Regions from separate parts of the Macaca mulatta genome. Here region 2 is linked to region 1. Evidence: chromatin contacts called from public Hi-C data. All regions are on one chromosome and are shown on one strand. The core of a region is the stretch at or near the end of the contact, and the rest is flanking DNA. Distances in the headings are between cores, read along the strand shown.

Region 1 (5,584 bases), core at 1,814-4,313:
ATTTCTCTGTCACTATTGCTCCTAATACAGTCCTTTATTGTAAATTTTAACCAAAATAACCGACTTTCATCTCTCAGAAAAAACTGCAGGGATGTATAATTGAAGACTGTTATATATCAGTATTTTAACAGACTAGCAAGGCTCACGAATACATACAGCTCAGCTTCTCCTGATTTGTTTAAATAATTTCCCTGCTCACTGCATTGTCTGGAATTCTACTCATTTCCTCTGGGCTGACGTTTTTCTTATATTAGTATTTAATAAGTACACCCTTCACTAATGATTTCAGTGAGAGTCCACAGCTGCAGGCTTTCTCAGACCTTTTATCACCCTTGAAGGACAGTTTGACCACAAAGGGAACTCTGGGGAGATGGTTGAATTCCTATGGCCTTTTGAGGATATTACTTCACTGACTTTTGCCATCCATTTTTGCTGATAAGACGCCTGATGTCAGTCTAATCTTGATTGTTTTGTATATAACATGATTTTTTTCTCTCTCTGGCTGCTTTTAAGATATTACCTTCATCCTTGTTCTGCAGTTTCATTCCAATATGTATAGGTGTGAGAGAGCATTTCTGTGTATCCTGATCAGCAGTCAGTATGTGCTTTTAATCTAAGAAATTAGATCTCTGTTTGCTTCTGGAAATTTCTCAGCTGATACCTCTTCAAATAGTGATTTCTTAGGCATTCTCTCAAGTGTCTAGTGTCTGAATTTCTGAGATACACGTTGGAGCCCCTTTTTCTATTCACCGTGATTGTTAACATCTGCTTCATATATATTTGATTTATCTTTCCATGCCAAGTTCTAAGTAAATTACTCATTACTACCTCACCAAATTGTTCTTCAGTTATGTCTAGTTGAAGTTTATCCTCCCTTGAGGATATTTTCTTGACCATCGTTTCAAAATATTTACAACTTACAATTAGTTCTTTTCTATATGCACCTATTATTATTATTGTCTTTCTATTAATTTCACAATTTCATATTTTAATTTAATTCTTTCTTGTTCTTGTTTATAACTTCTTGATCTTATTGCATATGTTATTTCTGCACTCACAGTGACAAGTTGTGAGCCCCAGAGTTAGTTCCCTAACTTCTCTGCCCTGTATCCCCATTTGTGAGATGAAGGTAATAGTAGCTACTTTATGGTGTTATTGCTTTTATCAAATGATATGATACATGTAAAGTTCTTAAAACAATGTTTATATATTAAACACAATTATTAATAGTATTGTTATTACTTGAGACAGAGTCTCGCTCTGTTGCCCAGACTGGAGTGCAGCGGTGCAATCTCGGCTCACTGCAACCTCTGCCTCCCAGGTTCAAGTGATTCTCCTGTCTCAACCTCCTGAGTAGCTAGGATTACAGGCGTGCACCACCACGCCCAGCTAATTTTTATATTTTTAGTAGAGACAGGGTTTCACAAGATTGGCCAGGGTGATCTTGAACTCCTGACCTCAGGTGATCTGCCTGCCTCGGCCTCCCAAAGTGTTGGGATTACAGGCGTGAACCACTGTGCCTGGCCCACAATTATGTTTTAGTATTATTCAGAGTGTTCTATTACTTGTATCTCATTGACAATAAATGGTTGGGTTTCCATGTTGATTTTGTTGGATGACTTTCTTAGCAATATTTTTCCTTAATAGCAGTAGAACTTTCGTTTGCAGGCTTACCTTGAATGTAAATACTTTCCCCCTCTTTCTGCCTTCACTCTTCCCTGTGTGGCATGACAGTTTTACAGTTTCCTTCTAACTGGCCCCAGGTCTTATCCTGTCAGCATAGTATTCCTATCCAGAAATTGTATCAGAGAGATCAGAGGTCTGTGCTTAGAGGGGGCAAGTGGCTTGTCCTAGGTACTGGTTGTACCACATTCTTCCTCCATACCTTATAGCTTCCACAAGTCATAGCCCTTGACAGTGAGCAGGCTCCTGTCTCTGCCTGATGTCGGGTGAAGGCATCTTTTATAGGAGGAAGAATTCCACCCTAGCCTCCAACTTGGCTCAATGACTTTAGCTTATATTCCCTACTTTCTGCAGGGTATGTTTGGTCTCCATCATGCCACAGAACTCAAATGCTTGCTTCTGTTCCTCTAAGCCAATATGTCCACAGATTCCACTGTAGTTTCTACTATGCATTTCTGTTCCATTTCTTTCAAAGAAAATATAAATTTTGAGTGGGCAACATTCTTTTTATTTTAAAAAACTTCTTATCCATTTATCTATCATTTCTAATTACTTGGTGATCGGGAGGAAATGGTAGTGGGGATGTGTGGGAGTGCAGTAGAATTTAGCTTAATGCAGCTAAAAAGTAAATGCTAAACACCATCTTGACTAAAAAATACTCAGAAACTTGTGACTAAGGACTTTTCTCTATGCGGGGAAAAAAAAATCACACCAAGAAAAGAAATGTTTCATTTCATGAAGCTAAAAATTCTGACATCATTCCAGAACTATGAACCAGAGTTATGCTAACAACGTTAGATGCAAATGTGCATGACTTACACACTTGTTTCTTGTCATGTTAATGATTTTCCCCTTTCAGTTTTTTATAGGCCTTGGTTACCTGAGACAGTTAAGATGATCCTTTACTGAAGATTATTGAGTCTTCCTTTTACAAACAAAAACCTGCTGATAGGCATAAGGTTCTACAATGAATCTTGTAGGTCATTTGAAATGGCTTGTATATTAGAGTTTTTGTTCCTCCTATGTTTTACATGTACTTGAAGTTTTAGATCACAAATTTAAAAAAATGCTGTTCTTTACTGAACGCTAAAACAACTTAAGAAAATAGATAAGAATTAGACAAATGGGGCTCATAAGAGCAGTTTATTAGAGAGAGGACTGAATTGAAAAGCATGGATTGATCTATATCCACAATCAGGTTACATAAAACATCCAACTCCCACTGAGCTTCCCAACTGCAAATCTCAGGCCTTCCCCTTGAAAGGGCAGAGTGTAGCTTAGTAATCATGCTAAGATGAGCAGAGCATGGGGCTTCCTGAAGACAGGATACACATTGAATCTGAATGTACTTCTCTCTGAAAAAACACAGCCCAACCTCAGCTGAGTCACGCACTCCAATGCAAACTCCTCCAAAAATTGCCAGTCAATTCAATCCATCCTCCCCCAGTGAAGAAAGTGTGAGGGGGGGAAGAGGGATGATGACTCAGGTTGGGTTTCCTCAGAAACAGACTCAGACAGAATTTTGGAACAAATGATTGATGAGGGAGATGATTCCAGGAAGCACTGGCAGGAGAGTGGGAAGAAAGGCACAGCAGGGAAGAAAGTCAATGAAGGCATCTACTGGCAAGTTACTACTGTGGACAATTGGGGCTCCATCTTGCTGGGACCCCTGCATTACTGTGTGGAGCATGTCTTAACATTGTCCCACACACTAGCAAAGACAGCTGAAGAACTTTTCTGCCAACCCTTTCCTTTGCTGGAGGAGAGCTGCTCCTGGAAGCTGTAACTCACCAGAACTGCTGGGGTGTCCCATTCAGGTGAGCAGGCTCCTGTGGCCAGAGGAAGCTCCCAGGTGGAGAATCACAGTTGTTTGCAGAAAGAAGCAGGAGTACTGAGCAGAATAGGAAGTACTGTGGGGTATCAGTGGGGCATGGGCAGCTTCCACCAGGCACAGGCAACTAGCTCTCCCTGGTGCTTCTCAAAAGGTGAAGCTCCTATATTATGGGTGAATATAGAACATCAAGATCTTAACTATGACCTCTCCTGTATCTCAATTTCTGTGAGTCAGGAATTTTGGAATAACTTAACTGAGTGGTTGTAGCTTGGGATCTCATGAGGTTGTGGTGAAGACATTGGCAGGGGCTACAGTCATCTCTGAAAGTTTGACTGGGGCTGGACAATCCATTCTCAAGGTGGCTCACTCAGAAGCTATTTCCAGGAGCCTTGGTTCCTTACCATAGGAACCTTCCCAGACGGTTGACTGTCCTCAAGACATGGCATCTGGCTTCTCCTGGAACAAATGATCTAAAATAGAAAAAGAGAGCAACCAAGAAGTCAAAAGGCCTTTTACCAGCTAATTTTAGAAGTCTCATACATAATTTCCTTTATATTCTGTTTGCTAAAAGCAATTTACCAAGATCAGTCTATACTCAAAGTTAAGGGAATTAGACTCTACTTCTTAAAGGGAGGAGTATAAAAGAATTATAGAAATATTTTTAAATTACAGTAGGTGCCAAGCACCCTTGATATTCTAAAGTGAGGTGCTAGACCTCATTTGCAACTTGTATGAGAAATAAGGTAGAAAGGTCTGGAGAACGTATCTGAAGTTAGTTTTTGTGTTGTCTGAATCCTCACAACACAGGGAAAGGGATTAGTGCATTTGCCCCCACCACACTGCTTAAGCCCATGTGAGAGGGGTTTGAAGGAAACTCTTGAGAGAGTCTGGCCTGTATGTTCTGGTATATGGAGAACATATGGACTAAATTGTGAGAGATATCTGAAAAGTCAAAAGGCGAGAGGTCATGTGCACAAGCCCCACATAGCAGAATGAGAGGCATTAAAGAGCAAGGTTCTTCTCACCTCAACAGGGAAAAAGACTGAGATTTTCAGAAGTGTGAACACAGTGAGGAGTTGACTTGACACAATCTGGAAAAAAGACTCACTCATGGGAAATGCCTGGAGCCACAATATGACCCTGTCTTAGTCAGCTTGGGCGGCTATAACAAAATACCACATAGACTGTGTGGCTTGAACCACAGAAATTTATTTCTCCCAGTTCTAGATGCTGAGAAATCAAGATGATAGAGGTGCCAGCAGATCGGACGTCTGGTGAGGACCTGCTTTCTGGTTTTCAGATGGCCATCTTTTCATTGCATCCTCACACAGTGGAGAGCAGAGAGGGACAGCAAGGAGGCAAACTCTCTTGTGTCTACTTCTTTTACCTCTCTATTCATTTGACTTCATTCACATTTTATTTTTTCCAGCTTTACTGAGTTATCATTGGCAAACACTGTATATATTTAAAGTGTACAATGTGATGTTTTGATATACATGTACATTGCCAAGTGTATTAGTCCATTCTCTCATTGCTATAAAGAAATAACTGAGACTGGGTAATTTACATAAAAAAAGAAGTTTAATTGACTCATTATTCTGCAGGCTGTACAGGAAGCATGGCAGCTTTTGCTGCTGGGGAAGCCTCAGGAAACTTCCAGTCATGATGGAAGGCAAAGGGGGAGCAAGGCACCTCACATGGCAGGAGCAGGAGCAAGAGAGAGATGGGGGTGGGAAGTGCTGCACACTTTTAAACAACCAGATCTCATGACAACTCATTCACGTCTGATATGGTTTGGCTGTGTCTCCACTCAAATATCACCTTGAATTGTAATAATCCCCACATATCAAGAGTGGGGCTGGGTAGACTAATCGAATCATGGGGGGCAGTTTCCCCCATACTATTCTCATGATGATGAATAAATCTCATAAGATCAGATGGTTTTATAAATGAAAGTTTCCCAGGACAAGCTCTCTGGCCTACTGCCATGTAAGACGTGACTTTGCTCTTCCCTCATCATCTTCTGCCATCATTGTGAGACCTCCCCAGCCATGTGGAACTGTGGGT
Region 2 (5,584 bases), core at 1,578-4,077, 430 kb after region 1:
ATACTTTACATTTTATATGGAACCAAGAAGCCTGTATAGCCAAGACAATCCTAAGCAAAAATAACAAAGTTGGAGGTATCACGCTACCTGACTTCAAACTATTCTACAAGGCTACAGTAACCAAAATAGCATGGTACCAGTACCAAAACAGATATATAGACCAATGGAACAGAACAGAAGCCTCAGAAGCAACCCCACACATCTACAACTATCTAATCTTTGACAAACCTGACAAAAACAAGCAATGGGGAAAGGATTCGCTATTTAATAAATGGTGTTGAGAAAACTGGATAGCCATATGCAGAAAACTGAAACTAGACCCCTTCCTTACCTTATGCAAAAATTAAGTAAAGATGGATTAAAGACTTTAATGTAAGACCTAAAACCATAAAAACCCTAGAAGAAAACCTATTCAGAACCATTCAGGACATAGGCATGGGCAAAGACTTCATGCCTAAAACACCAAAAGCAATGGCAACAAAAGCTAAAATTGACAAATGGGATCTAATTACACTAAAGAGCTTCTGCAGAGCAAAGGAAGCTAGCATCAGAGTGAACAGGCAACCTACAGAATGGGAGAAAACTTTTGCAATCTACCTATCTGACAAAGGGCTAATATCCGGAATCTACAAAGAACTTAAATTTACAAGAAAAAAGCAAACAGCCCCATCAAAAAGTGGGCGAAGGATATGAATTGAGACTTCTCAAAAGAAGACATTTATGTGGCCAACAAACATGAAAAAAAGCTCATCATCACTGGTCATAGAGAAATACAAATCAAAACCACAATGAGATATCATCTCATGCCAGTTAGAATGGCGACCATTAAAAAGTCAGGAAAGAACAGATGCTGGTGAGACTGTGGAGAAATAGGAATGCTTTTACGCTGTTGTTGGGAGTGTAAATTAGTTCAACCATTGTGGAAAACGGTGTGGGGATTCCTCAAGAATCTACAACCAGAAATACCATTTGACCCAGCAATGCTATTACTGGGTATATTCCCAAAGGATTATAAATCATTCTACTATAAAGACACATGCACACGTATGTTTATTGCAGCACTATTCACAATATAAAGACTTGGAACCAACCCAAATGTCCATCAGTGATAGACTGGATAAAGAAAATGTGGCACATATACACCATAGAATGCGATGCAGCCATAAAAAAGGATGAGTTTATGTCCTTTGCAGGGACATGGATGAAGCTGGAAGCCATCATTCTCAGCAAACTAACACAGGAACAGAAAACCAAACACTGCATGTTCTCACTCATAAGTGGGAGTTAAACAATGAGAACACATGGGCACAGGGAAGGGAACATCACACACTGAGGCCTGTCGGTGGGTGGGAGGCTAGGGGAAGGATAGCATTAAGAAAAATACCTAATGTAGATAATGGTTTGATGGGTGTGGCAAACCACCATGGCGTGTGTGTACCTATGTAACAAACCTGCACATTTTGCACATGTGTCCCAGAACTTAAAGTATAATAAAAAATAAAAAAAGAATAAACGCTTTACAGTGATATAATAAACATAATGAGAGAGACAGTGATAGACACAAAGGACAAAGGATAGAGATTTCAACCTCAGAATTACAGGGTTTTCGGGGGATTTTTTTGGGGAGAAGGCAAGAGAAAACCTAACAGTGGAAGGAGAAGTAATGATCAAAGGCATAACTGAAGAAAATTTCGTGAAACTAAAATATCTTTACATTGAAAGGGGTAACTCCTGGCATAATTGTTAGGTTTAAAAACACATTTGTAAATTATATTCTGATGACATTATCATCTCTGATAGAACTAAAAAAATAATGCACTTACCTGACACTCCCTTTCCTCCTCATCCTTTTAGACATTATTGGCTATAAAGTTAAACATGTGTCTTAAAAGTGTAAGGGTAACCATTAAAAAGATTGAAAATATTAGGAGCATTAGAGGACGAAAAAAAAAAAAAGAAAATAAATCAGCAATGGTCAGAAAAAGACATAAAATGACAGAAATAAAAAGGACAGTTAAACAAGATGAAAGAAAGGTTAACTTAATCAAAATCATTGCAAATGTATGAAATTTGTTTAAAATTTTGAGATTTGCAGATTGGACTTAAAAGATACTCCACAAAATATAGCTGTTAAACTGCTTATAATAGATATACTTAAAGCATAATTATACAAAGCCTGAAAGTAAATGGAAGGAAATAGAAAAAAATGTACAGACTATACAAAAAATGTATAATGTCTATATGGTGAAAATATTAAAATTATTTTGAAAAATAAAATCAAATAGCATTAGGAAAATACCTAATATAGATGAATGAGTTCATAAGAAGGAATAATCAAATTTTAAATGATCACTTCTGTCCAAATTATACATTTATCATTTTTAGTATTTAGTAGTGTTCCAATCAAAATTTTTAAATTGTTGATGGGATTTAATAAACTGATTTTAAAATTCATATGGAAAAAAAAAAGACCCAGAATAGTCAAGCAATTTTGAAAAAGAAGGGATGGTGGGACTTACTTTATTTGATATCGCAAAGTTTTATAGAGCTCTAGAAATTAAAATAATTTACTAATTACAAGTGGAAGGCAAATAGGCCAAAACACAGTATACATTGTTCAGGAACGTGTATATCAAGAGAGGACACATTTAATATATGATAGAAGTGGATTGCAGACAAGGAAAGGATACAGTAAATAAAAGACACTGTGACAATTCTTAGCTAAATGGGGAAAAGTGTCCTCCACCTCATAATTTAAATAAATTCCAGGCCAGTTAAAGACTTAACTGAATCATCTACAGAAAAGCTGAAATTAAAACATAGAAGAAAATGATGTAAGGAGTATGTGTAAGACCTTGGCAAGGAGTGCTTAGCAGTATATGCAAAGCATGAGCTATGTAATGAGGGAGATGTAATTTTTGTATTAAAATATGAAACTTCTGTGCAGTATGCTTACAACAGTTAGAAGATGAACCTCACCTACCAGGTACTGATGGATAAGAACAAGAACAAGATAAAACATAACAGTGGCTCACACCTGCAATCCCAGCACTGTGGGAGGCCAACGCTGGAGGATCACAAGATTCAGAAAAATTTATGCATCTTCCTTTATAAAAATAGCTTTCTTCCCACTCAAAATTTCTCATCATGTTTGTGTTTTTTATGAAAATGAAAATGTGGAAATGTATGTCCAGGTTGTTAATAAAACTTATGGAGAGAGTAAATTTTGGGGGAGGGAGAGAGGCAAACAATAAAATAAGACAAAAATTATTTAAGATATTAAGTTTACATATATGTACAAACAGGGTAATGTGTGTATATATGTATGTGTGTGGAGAGAGAAACTTTAAATAATAAAACATAAGCCATAGATTGTAAGACATTTTGAGTACTCCTATCTAGTAAAGTACAATCGAGGGATAATTTCATATGAAAGTGAAAAAAGAAAGATAATGCGATTTTTTTCGTTGAAAAGAGCAGTTTAACAGTGCACTGATGAATACCAGTTTACTTCAGTTTTTCCTAGCATTTGTTATATAAAAATGCCCTGGCATCTTACATTCCCCAAGATAATTACAAACAGATCTTTAAGAAATCGCTTATACAGCAGGGAACAGTTATTTCATTTGTTATTATTTCTTTAGTTGATACATACGATTTTCCTGTTTGATATTCACTGTTTCACTTCATATTAAGTTGATAGTTATTTTGATAGTTATTAATATTGTTATGCTAAGGCCTCATTTCACAAGAAATGTTAATATTGTGATTTATTTGGATATATTTCTAGAAGTTTTAAATTATTTTATAAAAATTCAGATATAACTAATAAGGAATATAGTAAATCAGTACAAATGTAAAACAACATTCAAAGATCTCTAAAGCTTATATTGTGAAACATTAATATTATACTTCTGGATAACATAGATATCAGTATTTTTATAAAGTAGCTATGACAATGTCTCAGAAAAGATATATGGGACTACAGATAAATCCTAGGAAGAGATTTATAAATTGCTTTCTCTTGACTGCTGTTTTTAAAAATATATTTGAAAAAACATTTTAATAAACTTTTTAAAATGTTTTTTAAAAATATACATTTATTAATGCGTATTTAAATTTTTATTTCATAGCAGGAGAGTATAAGGTACAATTCAGAAAATTACCAGGCTGGGTGCAGTGGCTTACGCCTATAATCCCAGCGCTCTGGGAGGCCAAGGCGGGCGGATCACGAGGTCAGGAGATCAAGACCATCCTAGTTAACACAGTGAAACACCGTCTCTACTAAAAAATACAAAAAATTAGCTGGGTGTAGTGGCGGGCACTTGTAGTCCCAGTTACTCGGGAGGCTGAGGCAGGAGAATGGTGTGAACTGGGAGGCAGAGCTTGCAGTGAGTCGAAATCGCGCCACTGCACTCCAGCCTGGGCAACAGAGTGAGACTCCATCTCAAAAAGAAAAAAAGAAAAAATTACCAAATAATATCTGCTTCTTTCCTATTTCCTGTTTAAGTTTCTGGCCATTGCAAATACTGTGATAAATTGTGGAGAGACATGGAAGTTGTTTTAACTAAGGGAGATGAAATGGAAGATTCCAATGCAGTGGTGAGCATAATATGAATGTAATGAAATTTTCTATGTGAAATGTTAAAGGGTAACTGGAAGAAAGATGCATCATCCTGTTGTGAATTTTAGGTAAAAGGTTACAAAAGAGCCAATATGAACAGATTTTCAGGATTACTAGGAAATTCCCAGATGACAAAGAGCAAAGGAACTTAACCTTATGTTCAAAGTCACAAAGTTATGAAGCAATCTCCCATATTTAAGGAACTGTAGTTAGACATTGCTAGGTGGGTAGTCAAGAGCAGAAAGGCAAGAAAGGTCTACTTCATGAAAGGGTGTTTTGTTTTGTTTTGTTTTGTTTTGTTTTGTTTTTTTTAAAGGACGGAGAGGTGGTGCAGTCATGGCTCACTACAGCTTCAATTTCCCAGGCTCAAGCAATCCTCCTGCCTCAGCCTCCTGAGTAGCTGGGACTACAGGCGCAAATCTCCAAATCAGGCTATACATTTCTTGTAGAGACAAGTTCTCACTGTATTGCCCGGGCTCATCTTGAACTCCTAAGCTCAAATGATCTTCCAGCCTTGGCCTCCCACAGTGCTGGAATTGCAGGTGTGAGCCACTGTGCCCACTTATGATTCTGTACAATTATAAGAAAGATTCTCAACCTTTTTCAACTTTAAATAATCGAATAACATCGTCTTAAGATACATTATGAGCAGGTATTTTTTGGACTATAGACTGTCATATAAATTGCAGATTATTTCCTTGCTGTGTTTCAATGCAGGAACAGAAACCACTGCAGATATTTTACACATAAGAGGATTTAACACAACAACCTAGCTGTTTAAAATAAAATTTACAAGGGTGCAGACTTACTGAATTTTAGAACATATTGCCATAGCTGCAATGCGGGGAATAGGAAACAGGGCTGCTTTTATGATTACCACCTCTCACCACATGAAGCTCATGAGCAGACGTGAAACACTGTGTTTGGTCCCCACTGCTGCTGCTCCTTAAGTGTCTTCTA

Evidence for each region. Hi-C and Micro-C count contacts between places; a contact is called where the count stands out from the background.
Region 2: a contact with region 1 is called in a Hi-C map of cortical neurons, with 4 times the contacts expected there. The contact joins two enhancer-like sites. A contact is called at or near these places in 6 of 14 Hi-C or Micro-C datasets (CD4 T cells, cortical neurons, fetal cortex germinal zone and 3 more).

What each region holds. Positions count from the first base shown.
Region 1 is chr4:65,273,333-65,278,916 of T2T-MMU8v2.0, forward strand. No RefSeq gene overlaps it. Among named protein-coding and RNA genes, the nearest start is that of ADGB, 270 kb to the left of the region's middle. Within about 2 kb of position 3,064, at least 5 of the 40 cell types and tissues checked have an H3K27ac peak or open chromatin away from gene starts, as enhancers often do. A contact at or near this core is called in cortical neurons, where this site is marked.
Region 2 is chr4:65,701,129-65,706,712 of T2T-MMU8v2.0, forward strand. All of the region lies in intron 4 of STXBP5 (syntaxin binding protein 5), which reads left to right. Among named protein-coding and RNA genes, the nearest start is that of STXBP5, 55 kb to the left of the region's middle. Within about 2 kb of position 2,828, at least 2 of the 40 cell types and tissues checked have an H3K27ac peak or open chromatin away from gene starts, as enhancers often do. A contact at or near this core is called in cortical neurons, where this site is marked.